Linked DNA regions of Zea mays: regions 2 and 3 are each linked to region 1. A link is a contact called in public Hi-C data. All regions are on one chromosome and are shown on one strand. Each heading gives the region's core, a stretch centred on a gene start, on an enhancer-like site or on the middle of the called end of the contact. The rest is flanking DNA. Distances are from core to core; before and after follow the strand shown.

Region 1 (4,986 bases), core at 1,075-3,574:
AAGATGTGTTTATTGAAGTGACCAAAATAAGCTAATTGATTGGATGTGAAACCAAACACCTCTCAGGAGTTAGTCATATAAACTGGAGAAGGCTTTAGTATATGTGGATGTGGAAGAACATGCATGCAGATCACATCACATGCATTGTTAGGTGTCTTGCCATTTAGCTCAAACGCGATGCAGTAGGACTCAAAAGTGAAAATATGTGAGCCAAGTAAACATATTGGACATCATTATTAAAATAAAACTAGCATAGTGGCATAGTTTAATAGATTATGTACATCTATTATTTTCCACAGGAATAATGAACTTCATGGCTAAAATGGCTTCTCTGTTAACAAAGACTGAAAATGTAGATCTCCTGTTGACACATAGTGAAACAAAGTACATAACAATGTGTAAGCTACCGTACATAACTGGAGTATTGGACATCATAGAAGATTGCATGCTAATATAATATATTAGCTTTTAGTTCCCAAGTAATGGTGTGTTTTTGAGAAGTTAGTAACTATGCCAGGAGTGGTCCTACAAGAATGTACAAGATTGCTTAGGTCCATAGCTTAGGAGGTGTTTGTTTGGGATTATAATTTGCCTAGATTATGTAATCTCATTAAAGTTCAAAATAAATGAGATTATATAATCTAGGCAAATTATAATCCCAAACAAACACATCCTTAGGCCCTGTTTGGTTCCATTAGTACTAAAACTAAAGTTGGAACTAAACTTTAGTCCTTACCCTGTTTGGTTGTAAGGACTAAATAAATTCTAAATATATTAAATGCAACACATAAAGACTCAAATACTTTTTTTCTTATTTCACGCCGGTTTTCTAGGCAAGGGCAATTAGAATAAATGTTGTCTTTTAGTCCTTTTTAGCAAACCCATGTGAGGGACTAGAAACTAAAGTCAATTAGTCCTTCCGATCTGGCAAAATAGGGATTAAAAAACAGGAACTAAAGATAAGTCCCTCTAACCAAATGGCCTTAGTAGCTATTCGTCCACAATACCATATTTAGCGTGCCACAACAGAATGGTGCACGAAACACACTCAGCTTCGCTGTTATCGTAGCAAAGTAAAATCTCGCCCCTTCTCTTTTGTGTAACTTTCCTGAACTGAAAGTTGAGTTCAGCATTTCTTTCCCCATGAAAGACATAATCAGCAGCTCGTTAGCTCAACTACCAATCCAAAGTGATTGTAGTACACCAAGAGCCCCATTTCCCCTGGTACCATGACTGCTTCAGCGCGTGCCAGCTTTGAGCTTTCGATGCCCACGATGCACAGGCGATCGACAATCACGAGCTTCCAACGAAGGTACAGCTCACCAAATCACGAAAGCCAAAAGGAGCAAAAACTTTTAGCATCGTAATAGCCAATCTTATAACTCCTGATTTCTCAGAGTTTATACAGCATTTACTCCACCAACCAAATCAGAGGTCGATGAAACAATACCACCCAAGCGAGTTTTGTACAAGGCAAGGCACTCTCAATTCAAGCAAAAAAAAAACGCCCATATGCAATTCACTCAATAGCACGAAGCAAGTGCTCGACACACACGCGATTCAGTTTCGTATTCTGACACGCAAAAACGCAGACGCAGTCCAACCATCGTCAAACACGAACAAGTTACCCGGAAAAAACGCAGACAATTCAAAACAAAAATACCACCACGCAAGCGTACGGGAGAGCTCCCAACTTCCCACGGAACCGCACGAGCCTCGCGTCCACTCAACGGTTGCGAGTACGCAAGGATCGCATCGCCCGTCGAAATACGCCACACCAAAGCGAGGAGAGGAGCACCGGTAAGCACCTTGGCCAGCGCGGGATCGAACATGACGTGGGCGCGGTTCTGGAGCAACGACACGGCGACGCGCCTCACTCCGCGGCGCGCGGAGACGGCGGCCTCGACGGCGCTGGTGCAGGCGGAGCACGTCATGCCGGTGACGCGCACGTGCGCCTCCGCAGCCTCGGCGCCCGATGCACCCGGCAGCGGCAGCCCCATCTCCTCGTCGTACGAGTCGAGCAGCGCGACGTCCTCCATCTCGTCGCCGCGCCCGCCCGCGGCGGCCGGCCGGGCGCCGGCGACCGCTGAGAGCTGCAGGTGGGCCATGCCCGTCAGACGCAGGGGGTGGAGCAGCGGGGTAGGAATATTTGGTGGGAGGCGAATTGCGAGGAGCCGAGGAGGGGCTAGTTTATATATGTAACCGGGAAAACAGGCGGCGGTCGTGGGCCAAATTGCGGTGGTTTGCAGAGCACGCGGGTCTTTGTAGATATGTGTATGCGCTTTTGGATTCCCTCCATACTCTTAGTAATATAAAATCAGTTCTAAATCTTAAATTTCTATAGCAGAGCTTTATAGTTTAAGAGTAAGCTTCCTTTTTCTTCTTTTAAAAAATATTGATTTGGATTTTTCTCCAACTTTTAAAGCTAACGTTTAAAAGTGTAAATCTAAATAAACCCTCATTACTCTTTACTTTTATACATTTTATACATTGGTATCTTCGTAGATTTATGTGGGAGAGGCAACTTTCCCATTTGATCTCTTCCTTTTTTACTTTTCAGGTATCTAAGACGGCTTATCTCTTTCGTCTGACTTGGTTTCATGTCTGACGGGTTTGTGGAATTCAGACGTCAGCATTGCAAAGCACTCTTCCATGTCAACCTAGAATTCTAGGTGCAGCTGCATAATTGTATATTAGTTAGACGTATGTGCATTGCTACGATAAACCTTATTTACATATATTTTTTGTTTTTTTATAAAATATGTATGTTTTATTAGTTAGGTAGATGTGGATATGGAGCCAACTAAAAGGTTTAAACCTCCACTTATGCATAAGATCACGGTTTTGGTATAGCTCATGAGCCCAAGTGGATAATGGTAATTTTGTCTGTTTTAGGCAAAAACACAGTCTTGATCTAGCTCACGTGGATGGTAATAGTTGTGTGTTTGAAGCAAAAGCAGAGCTTCGGTCTAGCTCACGTGGATAATGATACCTGACAAGATCATTTCTATTTTAAGGTTAGTTTGTGAGCCCTTTTTTCCAAGGTTTTTCATTTTCTAAGGGAAATTAGTTTATTTTCTCTTAAGGCTAGTTTAGAAACTCAAATCTCTTTTAAAATTGAAGGGATTGGAAAGAAAATTAGTTCATTTTCACATCAATCTTCTCCAATCCCGAAGGGGATTTGAAGTTTACAAAGTAGCCCTTAGGACTGATTTGGTGACCAAGAATCATAGGGGAATTAGAGGGATTGAAGGGGGAATTAGTTTATTTCCCCCTCAATCTCCTTCAATCCTCCCGTGATCTCATTGTCACCAAATTAAATAGGATTCTTTTGGGAAAATAGTTTCTTGTTGATTTTTTTTTCATTTCTTATTTTTTAAAAGAAATAAACGGTGTTGGACAATTTACGTGGGAAAGCGAGCGCGGTGGTTAAGAAGAAACATGTTGTCTGTTTTGTGTGTTGTTTAGAATTTTGAAGCGTGGCTATCCATGTGGAGCGGAGGGAGAAGTTGAGCTAAACCAGCTTTCCACCGGTAGGTCGTCAGCGAAACAGCTATACATATACGTTTTTTTATTTAGCCTTGCTTCGACCAGATTCATGCGAAAAGTGAGACCCTGACTTCAAAGTCCATACACTCGATCTATTATAAAAGAGAGAGAGAGATGCAAAATCGCAGCACAGTTCCTTACAAATAACGCGAAATCTGAAGAATATAAAATACCCCGTCTTATAGTGGCCATATTATGTTAGTATATGTGGGTAGTGTGTTCTATATGTTGGACCGCTGGGCGCTGGCGTCTGTGCTAATGCTAACGGAGTAACGGGACGGGAGACCCGTGCGGCCGTGCCCTGATGAGAATGCCACCCGGATGACAAGCACGAACTGAAAAGGCACGTGTTCAACGGTCCACGTACGCATGCGCATCCTACGTACGTGTCTGTCTGGTCAACGCGCGACGCATTCGTAGTAGGCTAGTAGCCCGAGACGGAAACGGGTAGCTGCCCGATCGATCGAGCGCGCAACTCCGGACAACGATGGCACATAGGAGCCGCGCGCGGCACGGCAGGAGTGCACTGGACTGGGTGGGAACTGGCCGGGAAGGGAGATGCGCGGCCTGCCTGATGCTCCGGTGAGTTGCCGTCCCCGGACATGAAACTTGGAAGGAAGGAACTCGTCGAACTGCTCTGCGTCATCGGTGAGGTGACCGGTGAGGGTGGATGGATTGGTTTGGTAGGGGGCACTGCCTGGAGCGTGCTGTGGGCGGGCCCGACCCCGACCAAGGCTGGGGTGGTTTGCAAGCCAAGCGTGCGTGTGCGTGGGCTGGCTGGACGGGACACGGCAACCGGCTCCGCAAACGTTCGACGCTGACTTGTCGGCCGTCGCGTCCGTCCGGCACAAGCTTTGCTACCGATCGTACGTAGTACTACCAATATCACTACTATTGAATATTGATTGATCTACGTAAAGCCCAAAAGCCGATTCAATTATTTCCTGCCCTCGCACGATCCTCGCCGACTCGTTCGGTGGACGAGCTAGACGAGATCTCCGTCGCGCGCGCGACGAAGAGGCACGCACCTTTCGCCGCAAATGCGATCAGTCCCGTCGCGGCCGACAAGATGCCAGTCCGCGTCGCGTCGCGCCGCACCTCAGGCCTGTCGTCTCGTCTCGCACTCGCTAGCTGCTCGCCCTTCCCTCGCCTCGCCTCGCCGGAGATCGCCTCAGCGCGCACCGCGCACCGCCGGCCCCCTCGAAAGCGGATGGCGAGATCGATATGGACGCAATGAGTGGGCGCCCACAGGGAGGCGTTCAAGTGGGCGCTGACATGGATGCAGATCTTACACATGGATGCGTCGCCGCGTCTGTGCGGAAAAATCCTAGTGCGATGGTTACAAAGGTCTACTAAATACTTGGATCAACCACGGAAATGTTATAATTTGGCTAGTATAAACGGAACTACAGAAGGCGATCTAAAATTCCGGATAAC
Region 2 (4,986 bases), core at 1,680-4,179, 170 kb after region 1:
AGAGAGGGATTTTTACTGTTGGAGAGTTTTAAAGCACAAATCTGATTTTACCCATTTATAGCAGTGTTAATCATTTAGAACAAATCATGTATGAATGTGTCATACATGATATGTCGCCACTTGAATTGTTCTTAAAAATAATATACTTGATAGTGTGCCCATGTCAGTGGAAAAAACATCTCTTTATCTTTATGCATAATATCAGTTGCTTGGAAAATAGCTGCATTCTCAAGCTATTTGTAACTACTATTACTACATCAACCCCCACGCTTCTGCTTCATCATTAGCAGTATGTATTTTCATCTTCTGACTTTGGCTCAACAAGCTAACTATATTCAGACACAATTTCAGTCATCTAACCATTAAAATCACAAGTGTGGAACCAATATTTTTGGTTCAAGAAAAAGAAGGAATCCATCTTTTTTCCGAGAAAAAAGGAACCCAACTTTTCCTTTTTTCCTGTAACTCTTGCTTGCCCAAATTTCATCTTTATCACTTACACAATACGACGTATATTGAAAACTTATCACTCATCTAACAGAAATATCATCAACAAACCAACAGCAATGGGGTTGTACATAAAAACAGGGCTACTTGTAAAAGGTGCATATAGCACCTACACCACTACATGCACATATGAATGCATGATAACTTCAAAGTTAGCAAGTTAATATTGAATAGAGCATTTTGTATAAGGTGTCACGTAGCAAATATCAGAAAGTGATAAGAACAGTAAACAGAAACCAGGGGAGAGAAGAGTTATCATGCATTCATATGTGCTAATACAAACCTTGTCATCAATTGACCACCCACACTCCAGTATACCTACTTAGTTCTACACTTATTCATGCATGATATTAGCAATCTATCTTCGGTTTTCCTTATACAAAATGCTCTATTCCCCTGTGACAATTATCCATCACTTTGATGCTTATGTAAATTACATTTACCATTGTTTGAAAGCACTGATGTTCATGCAGAAGCCAAAAAGAAATTAAAACATCCAGGTGCCACTAATATTATCCATCACTTAACGATTAAAACCTGTACATGCAGATGATGTAGTAATTCCAATATAGTACAATACATTTATTCAACAAATCGTCAATGTATAGATTACAATAATTGCAAGCATTGAGTCAAACTAACAGAGCTCTCAGTTGATTATCTAGTCCTCCTATAGGAGAATGGCAGCTGAAAAGATTCATGCACAACATACCAAAACTACAAAAACACACAAACCAACACTCCACCCTGCAATCAATCGAAGTAACAGATTTCAAAAACTCCGGGCTAAGTAAATCAAAGGAAGTATGCAACAATCTTAAACAACAAAAGATGACAATCTAAGTAACATATTTCAAAAACTCCGGGCTCTATTTAATACACCAATGCATGGTGGCACCTAAAAATAATCATGCAGGAAAGGCCAAAACACACAAACCGACACTGATCCATAAGTAACAAAAATTCATGTAAAACTAACAGAGCATGCACCAATTCGACTCATGCTTCACTCAAAGTTTGTTTACCTACTTAGTTCTTTGAGTTTGATGGTACATTCACCGGTCTTTATGGCTTGCACAAAAAAAAATCAAGTGATCCTCAGGTATGGGAGAACTTTACCTACACACAACATTTGACAATTAAATTAAACACTCCAGTGGTCTGTTGCACTACTAATTCAACAAAATAGATGATACATGAACGCAGGTGATAGAAAGGGACATCGGAGGACTTACCGGACCTGGCAATGCGTCGAGAGGCTATGGGGTTGTCCAGGCTCTCCGTGGACCTCTTCCAGCTCTGGCGGCGAAGCGTTCTCGAGCAACACAGAGTACGCGCATGCTCACCATTTATCATCATCGGATACATGCTGACCCAGGCGAAGTGGAGGTCCTGCAGAGGAGGAAGCGTGCGGGAGTGGAGGTTGTGGGCCTGAGTAGGGTAGGGGGGAGTCCGCTAACTCGGGATGGAATAGGTCGTGGGGAGAGCAGTTACTGTTGCGCGGTGCGTAGAGCAGCGGGATGGTGGCCGCGCGACTGGTGAGAAGACACGAGGTGAGGCTGTCTGCCGAGGGGGAGGCCACCGGCGATAGAGGCGTACCAGCGGAGGGGAGTGGAGGCTCGCCGGCGGGGATGAGGCCGCCACGCGACTGCCTGCGGGGAGGAGAGCCGCCGCGTGACTACCTGCGGGGATGAAGTCTCTAGGGTTTTTCCTAGATGGGCCTTATGGAATTTAATTGATAGATGGGCCTCGTACCGCAGCGCAAATATAATGTACCATATCGGCCAGCCAAAGGTTGCGGTAGCAACTTATAAACCTTGCTGCTACAGAGGAAGCAGTCAGCTTGTGTAATCAGCTCTTGGTATTGTCAGCTTGTGTCGATTTTTTGCGCACGGATGGGGCGGGGTGAGGAGGCCGCGGCTAGCAGGTTAGTGTGGCGATGGACGATCCAGATTGAACAACAGCGATGGACGATCCAGATTGAACGAAGGCAGAACGGCAGTCTACCCTTATCGCTTTAATAAGTTGTAGAGATATATCAACTTCTGCATATAATGTAGCAGTTCTAAACAAGCAAGTGTTAGCTGATACGTACCACCTTCTATCCAGCTGTAGCAGTCTGCTAACTCATACGAGTCAGAGTATGACAATGAAATGAAATCAACAACACACACACAAAAAAAGGTGTGGGGTGCAGACGTGCAGTATTAGCTTCGATGATTGTGTGCGGTTGCAGGGAGAAACGAGCGTGCATATGCTGTGCTGCTACTGCTGTGGTGGGTTTGGTTAATTAGGTCGCATGTGTGGCAAAGCTGACAGGAGGCTGTGTAGGGAAAAGCGGGGTCGGGACGAGACCATCCGCGGCAGAGGGGCGCAGGACGGTCAGTGCAGCAGGGGCGGGTGGTGGTGTTTGTGATGGATGGGTAGATTCCGCAGGTTTCAGGTCAGGACCAGGCGTCGCGAGTGCGCGGCTCCCGGCTGCCATGGCACCCGTCAATCATTGGAGACGCGGACGGACGGCGCGAGCGGGAAAAAAAAAAAGAAGTTGCTGCTCGCTGCGTTGCCGTTGTACTATTGTAGTAGACCTGTGTTTTCGGGTTCATGAAAACGCTCGAGCTCGAAAAGCTGTGTGTGGTGTGGGTGCAAGAATAGGCGCAGCATGTGACAGTTACCACTACAGCAAGGAGCCGCAGGAGTACTATGCGTGAGCGTAATGCTTGAGGGTCCTCGTGTGCCCCGTGCCGTGCTGCTGTACCATACCACACGTGTGACAGTAAACGGGCCGGGCCAGCATCATCATAACCACCACGCGCCGTAATAACCACGAGCGACGACTGTACAGCTGAACCCGCTACCGGCGGCAGCTGGCCAAGTACGTACAGTACGTACGTGCGTGCGTGCGTGCGTGGTAGGCTCATTCTTGGGCCCTTCTCTCGCTCGTCGCTCCAGCACCGTGGCCCGGCCGGCCGGGCAAACAGGTCGCGGATCTTGCTGGGCCATAACGATATCTCAGGCCGAGGCGGAGGAAAAGATGGATGGGTGGAGACTGGAGGAGAGTCGAGCCCCCCCGGCCGGCAGGACATAGCCAATAGTCGCCGTGCGAAACTCTGCTCGCTGAAACGGGCGAGAGAGAGAGAGAGAGACCGTACGGCCGGCCCGTCGTCAGTTTCTGCCTTTTTGTTCAGCAGTGCGTGTGCCCCAGGCCCCAGCGGTGCCTAATCACTCGCTCGCTCGCTCATGTGCCGATCGGTGTAGATAGGCATGCATGCGTCATGCGTGCGGACTACTAGTACTACTAGTAAGTAGTAATAACATGGTGTCATCACCGGTAGGCGGCATCATGTGTGTGGTCTTTTTTTTCCTTCTCTGTGTGTGTGGTCACCGCTGCCCAGTGCGGGCGCCGGGCGGGGCGACTAGTGATTGGCCGGCAACACGTCAGGGACCATCGGTGTACGGCATCGCGTCGGGGGGTCTCGGCTCGAGACCCGAACACGTCCGGGACTGAAGCGTTGGCGCGAGCGATTGGTGCGGTGCGAAGCGAAGCGTTCGTGCGCGCGTGGTCCAGTCCACCCGCCCGCACCCTCCACTCCACCCATGCTCCTGCGTCGCGGACTCGGACGCCGGGACGCGACCCCGGCCGACCTCGGATCGATCCGGATCACGACGTCCCCGCGGTCAACAACGCGCGCCAGGCCCGGCACGGTCCCCCCCCTCTCTCCTCCTGCACCGCCGCACGGACGTACTACACGTACGTGCGCGTCGGCAAAGTGCATGCGCGCCGTGCGAGAAGCGTGGATTCCGCTCGCGGCCCATCCCACCCAGCGCTGAATTTTACCTCCGAGCATTTGTACTGCCGGGGGGCGAACTGGCCATGAGCAACCTGTACTGGTTTTCTCTGTAGTTTCAGGGATCGGACGGCAGCGGTGAAATCTGGTGGCCGTGGCCCGGGCTTTTTCAGTGTACTAAACATCCTACCTATATCTATTTATCACCGCCTCCGATGAAACGAAACGACAGCATGAGCGGGCGATCACATGGAATGGAACAACGAGTCTGAGAAGACTGACCGGACCGGATCCACGCCACTACGCGAAGACCAACTCATCTCTCCTCCTAGTGCTGCTGCTGCCTATACCTATCGATGCGCAGGCGCAGCATGAGGCTACCGCTGCCCACGCCCCTGTGTGCCCTGCCTCCGACGTGACGAATCGTGTAGTAGTAGCTGCTCGCCTTGTCTCTGGTTCGATCTCACTCACACACAGGGCACTAGTAGTAGTATCGCACCAGTACGTACTAGCTACGACCACTGCTGGCTGGCACGGTCCTCCATCGTCTACGAGAGAGAAGTATGCAGCTGGAGCTGGACATGCAAATACCTAACCCGCCGCCTGGCCGTTTCACGCACTTTTTTTCCTCTCTCTCTCTCTCTCTAGCATGGATCTATCGGGCCGGGCGGCCCATCGGGGGGCCGCTGCCGCC
Region 3 (4,986 bases), core at 702-3,201, 160 kb before region 1:
CTATCCAATCAGCATCAAAAGTACAATATATAATTAAAACTGAGTAAAATATAATAACTCTATGCCTGCTACTGGCAATAAAACAATGTGAAATATTCCAATCAAACAAATAAAAGAGTAGATGGACACAAACAAGATCAATGCAGACAAGTGCGGGTCTACAAGACGTATGTGGCTCATAACGCCACTTGTAGAGAGCGAGAATAGTATAAGGCCATTCACAAGTTGCGGTGGAGCAAAGAAACACATTTAACATATGATACTATAGTAACATCTTTAGTATACTGGAAGCAGTAGAGAATTCTCTAACCTCCACTGGTCTCGTTAACCTCTGGAGTTTCCCCGTAACTTTCAAAACCTTCAGTGCTGAGATTGCTGAAATAATACCCAAGGCTCCATCGTACATCCCAGCATCAACGACAGTGTCCTGTTTTTTGAACAAGGAAAATCGTATCAGTTGTCGCAATATTGGATCGCCATCAAAACACTGAAATAACCGGATAGAGGAAGATAGACTCACCATATGAGATCCAATCAACAAGGCATCTCTGGTAGAATTTGCCGGCTCATATCGACCATGAATATTCCCCATCTGATCGACCCACCTTCACGTTGAGCAGAGACGGGGGGGGGGGGGGGGGGGGGGGGGGGGGGGTAAGTTAGCCAAAGATCGGAGCGTACGTGAGAAAACGACTGCAAGCAAGCGAAGACACGTACGTCGTAAGCCCAGCGTCTTTCATCCAGCTGACGATGACACCAGTGGCTCTGATAGAGGCCGGACTCAGAAACGTCCTTTCAAGGTAGCCATCCCCATCAGATATCTGATTCGAATCAGACGACGTGTCAAAAGAGATACACAAGCTGAAATGTTAAAGCCTAACCAAAGGACAGCTAGGAACCAGAAATCGATCGCACCGGGTAACTGAGAATTCAGGAAAGCAACACGAACATTTAGCAACCTCTATCTATATAGTAAGGATAAAAGCCGGCTGTTTAGACTGTCTAGACTGCTGTACATTAAGTCAAGCGATCGAAGGTTGTCCTTTTTTTTCTGTACCAGAGATCAAGGCACGGGTATGATACAGAATCAGTACCCAGTAAAAAGATGGACGATTGATGGGACATAATTCGTTACAAGATGAAATACTCAGTTTATCCCGAGGGGGGAAAAGCAAAAAAAAAACATCAGCAGCTTCGGTGCAGAGTCTTAGGATTTACTGAAGATACCAATTCGAGTAGAAAAGAAGCCAAGGGAGGTGCAATCTGGAGCAGAGCTCCCCGAGCTGATATCTCGAGTGTTTTGACCGCGCGCGGAGATCTTCAATACTCTACTACTAAGTCGCGCGTGTGAGACTGAGAACACGCAGCGCCGCTAAACAGAACTCGACTGAACTGCAACTGCGTCTGCATCTTATCCGGTTTTGCCAAGTAAACGAACGGCCCAAAACAACCTCGCAGGATTCCGCATCCCGAGCCGGAAAAGCGGATCGCGAGAGGGCGAATATTCCAGGAGCTAGGCAGGAACGAACGAGTGGACGGGTTGGAGGGCCTGCCTGACCTTGCCCAGCTCCTTGAGCCTCTGCACGGTCTCGTCCCTGAGAATCTCCCGGTACAGACCGCCGCCTCCTCCTCCTCCTCCCGCCTCCGGCAGCCCATCTAATCAGTTTTTGTCACACACACATACACACACAAAAAAAACCACCGGTGAGAAAGGCGGCTCCAGATAATAAAAATCGCAGAAGGTAACGAAGGGATTGCAGGGGCGACAGAGCGAAGCACCCACCGGCGGTGCGCAAGACGAGGAGGACGGCGATGGCGAGGACGACGAGGGGAGACGGGTGGTGGCGCGGCGGGCGGAGGGAGGAAGGAGCCATTGGGTTGAGCCGCCGCGCCGACCGAGGTTGTGTGTCTGGCTGGCTGGCTCTGGCTCTGGCTCCTCCCACAGGGGTTGTGGAGGAGGCGCGAGCTGGCTTATGCTTTTATAGTCGCGCCCAAAGCTTCGGCTCCTCTGGTCGCATCAGTCGATCGCGGTGCACTGGGTCTGGTTACAGTACAACATAATCGTGCTAACTATTTTTTTATGTAAAGTTTGGTAACTTGGTTTGTGTGTTCATTCACAGCCGCAGAGGTGGTTTGATTTTGGCGACCTGTGCTGCTGATGATGTTGGCGTTCCATTTGGCAACCAATGCAAATGCAACCCAGTCCCTTGGTCACGTCACGTCGCCCCCTCGGCCCCCTTTGGTTACGGACACCAAGGGGCGGGCAGGCAGTCAGGTGCATGCATGCAGCACGCGCACTCACGGGGAAAAGGAAGAAGCAGACAAGTCCACAAGTGCGAAAGGCTCATCGGGGCAGATGAAAATGAGTGGCGCAGAGAATCTGGTGGTTAAAAAACACCAGCAAACTCCCGGCTCTGCTGGCCGACGAGGAATCTGGAATCCAGCGAGCCACCAACTAGCCCACGCAACGCAACGAGTGGACTGTCCCTGACGTGTGGGTCCGAGATGACTCGCGGGGCCGATAGGGCGGCGCGAGGCAGGAGCCACACCACACTAGCCCGCCGTGGCTGGTGCGCAACTGACACTGACGTGCGACGGGCATGGTGTCATGGACGGACGTGTTGGAGTTGGATTCCGCCACTGCCCACTGCTGACCTGCGCTGCGCTCTGCCGTCTACTGCTTCCACCTCCCAGCGGCCAAAGAGCTCACGGTCCGTGACCCCGCACGATCTCGGTGGCATCCTGTCATCTGTGTCGCGGCTCGCGAGGGTGCGGTGCGAAGGAAGACGCATGAGCCCCGGGTCCGTGGTGTGGGTGGACACGTCATTGTTTTGCATCGATTAGGCGCTCTTGCTATATGCCATGGGCACCTGATCGGACTGGCACTAACGACGGCACGTCTCTCTGTCTTTGATTCTTGATCGACGACACGAATAAGCGGTGCTTGGTTCCTGGATATAAATATGCTCGTATACGGGGAATATAATCTTAGGTGTTAGATGTTGGATACCTCTGTGAGCTCGTCTATATTTTTTTCTAATATTTGTTATTAGTAAAATAATTAAACATTACCAGTATATGTTATATATATTATTGCTTAATCGTTTTATGAATATTAATTAAGATAGATTGTGATGTATTAACTTGCATATGTTTTGCTAATTAAGATGATTATAATGCCAACTATTTATTTGTAATTATAGATTATCATGATAAAATGTATAATTGCTTAATAAATATATATATACTTTATTTTTAAATAATATAAATACAGTTAGTGAAATATTCTCGTTCTATCTACTCCCATCCATTAAAAACTAGTGCATTCCATCCATTTAATTAAACAGATAACAAAGGTGTCTATATCCTTAAATCTATGGATGACTATATGCTAATCCGCTCTCTCTTTTTTTTTACTGTCACATGAGGGAGGGGAGATGCTCTCCGATCCACTGAGGGCTAGTTTAAGAGTCACAAAATCGGAGGGGATTGGAGGGGCTAAAAATCCTCTCCTTATTAAATTTTGAGTAAGAAGATGATTTTAGCCTATCCAACACTCTCAAACTAGCCCTGAATGGTAGGAAATCCCTATATATGAATCAAAATCGAACCCAGGATCGAAAGCTCGTAACACGGAGCCTTTACATCATTATTAGCTAATCCACTCTTATTTGTCCAACCAAGCGCACTCTAGTGTAGAACTAGGAGTACCACCGACATTCAACTTCGTGATTAGTTTACCTGCCTGCAGACTGCAGTCTGCTGATCGCCCATTCGTCCGGTCACTACCCTGGTCCTGCTAATAATGTTGTGTGCGCACGTACGCACGACACCGCTACAATAGAATCCGGTTAGAGAATGTGACGAGAGAGATATGATTCTGGAGTATGTTGCCTATATAATATATTTTCAGCTAGCGTAAGGATCTGGACTGCTCGAGCTGTCAAGCAATCAAAAGGGTAAGATGATTCCACGTAGGAATGGCACTGGGCATGGAGGACAGCGTTCATGGTGCATCCCACGCACGCAGTCCCAACTCGATTTGATCCATCTCGTTTGTTATAATTAATGTGCTCTAATCTACCATAGGAAATCGACAACATGAATCTATACGGATAGTTTCATCGTAAGAAATCTAACCAATTCATTTGAGCTACGCTGATACATACCCCATCTATCCTAAAATATAAGTCATTCTAAGATTCTTGAAGTGTCAAAGTGTTTTTAAGTTTGACTAAATTTATACAATAAAGTAATAACATTTACGATATCAAATATATATCATTAGATTCTCCATTAATTATATTTCCATACTATATCTATTCGGTGCCATAAATCTTTATGATTCTCGATATACCTTTGGTCAAACTTTAAAAACTTTGACTCTCCAAAAATCTTGGAATGACTTGTATTTTGGGACGGAGGGAGTACATCTTTTTTGTCTCTAAGGGGGTGTTTGGTTGCTCCTACTAATGTTTAGCCCGGGTCACATCAAGCGTTTGACTTTTAAATAGGAGTATGAAATATAGACCCAACCAACTGGACTAGATTCGTCTCGTCTTTTAATCTTCGGCTGACAAATTAGTTTTATAATCCGACTACATTTAATACCCGGAACGGAGGTTCAAACATTCGATGGGACAGGGGCTAAATTTTAGCGGGGTGTAACCAAACACCCCCTAAGTCTCTCATTGTTAAAATCTCAGTTGTGACTATATATAGCCTAGCGTTGACCCTAAGAGGTGACAGGCTTAGAGTATGTTTGGTTTATTTTTCTGTACTAGATTTTCTGTCAAAAATCTAGAATTTCAACCAAGCGAATAGATTCCTGAAAATCTACATATTTCTCTGGTTCAATTCAAAATCAACTCTTTCCCTATATTTTTTTAGATTTCTGTCATCCATGTTATAAAATTCCATGCTCTTATACAATCAACAGTTAAGAGTTATTTCAACCGAACAAATTTCATTTTTTCACATCATTAG

What was found. Hi-C and Micro-C count contacts between places; a contact is called where the count stands out from the background.
Region 2: a Hi-C map of ear shows a contact between it and region 1, with 7 times the contacts expected there. The contact joins the enhancer-like site here to the promoter of LOC103640187 in region 1. A contact is called at or near these places in 9 of 25 Hi-C or Micro-C datasets (bundle sheath, ear, endosperm and 3 more).
Region 3: a Hi-C map of bundle sheath shows a contact between it and region 1, with 4 times the contacts expected there. The contact joins the promoter of LOC100284878 here to the promoter of LOC103640187 in region 1. A contact is called at or near these places in 14 of 25 Hi-C or Micro-C datasets (bundle sheath, ear, endosperm and 5 more) and 2 of 3 datasets of contacts at active chromatin or transcription factors (leaf and seedling).

What each region holds. Positions count from the first base shown.
Region 1 is chr9:114,583,509-114,588,494 of Zm-B73-REFERENCE-NAM-5.0, forward strand. It overlaps LOC103640187 (cation-transporting ATPase HMA5), which reads right to left and starts at 2,325. Exons shown (of 9, transcript XM_020543877.2): 1 at 1,809-2,325. The coding sequence starts at 2,108.
Region 2 is chr9:114,753,277-114,758,262 of Zm-B73-REFERENCE-NAM-5.0, forward strand. No RefSeq gene overlaps it. Among protein-coding and RNA genes, the nearest start is that of LOC118473463, 35 kb to the left of the region's middle. Within about 2 kb of position 2,930, at least 19 of the 20 cell types and tissues checked have an H3K27ac peak or open chromatin away from gene starts, as enhancers often do. A contact at or near this core is called in bundle sheath, ear, endosperm and 3 more, where this site is marked.
Region 3 is chr9:114,427,656-114,432,641 of Zm-B73-REFERENCE-NAM-5.0, forward strand. LOC100284878 (metallopeptidase) reads right to left here and starts at 1,952. Exons shown (of 12, transcript NR_182120.1): 1 at 1,784-1,952; 2 at 1,559-1,656; 3 at 718-821; 4 at 521-605; 5 at 311-427.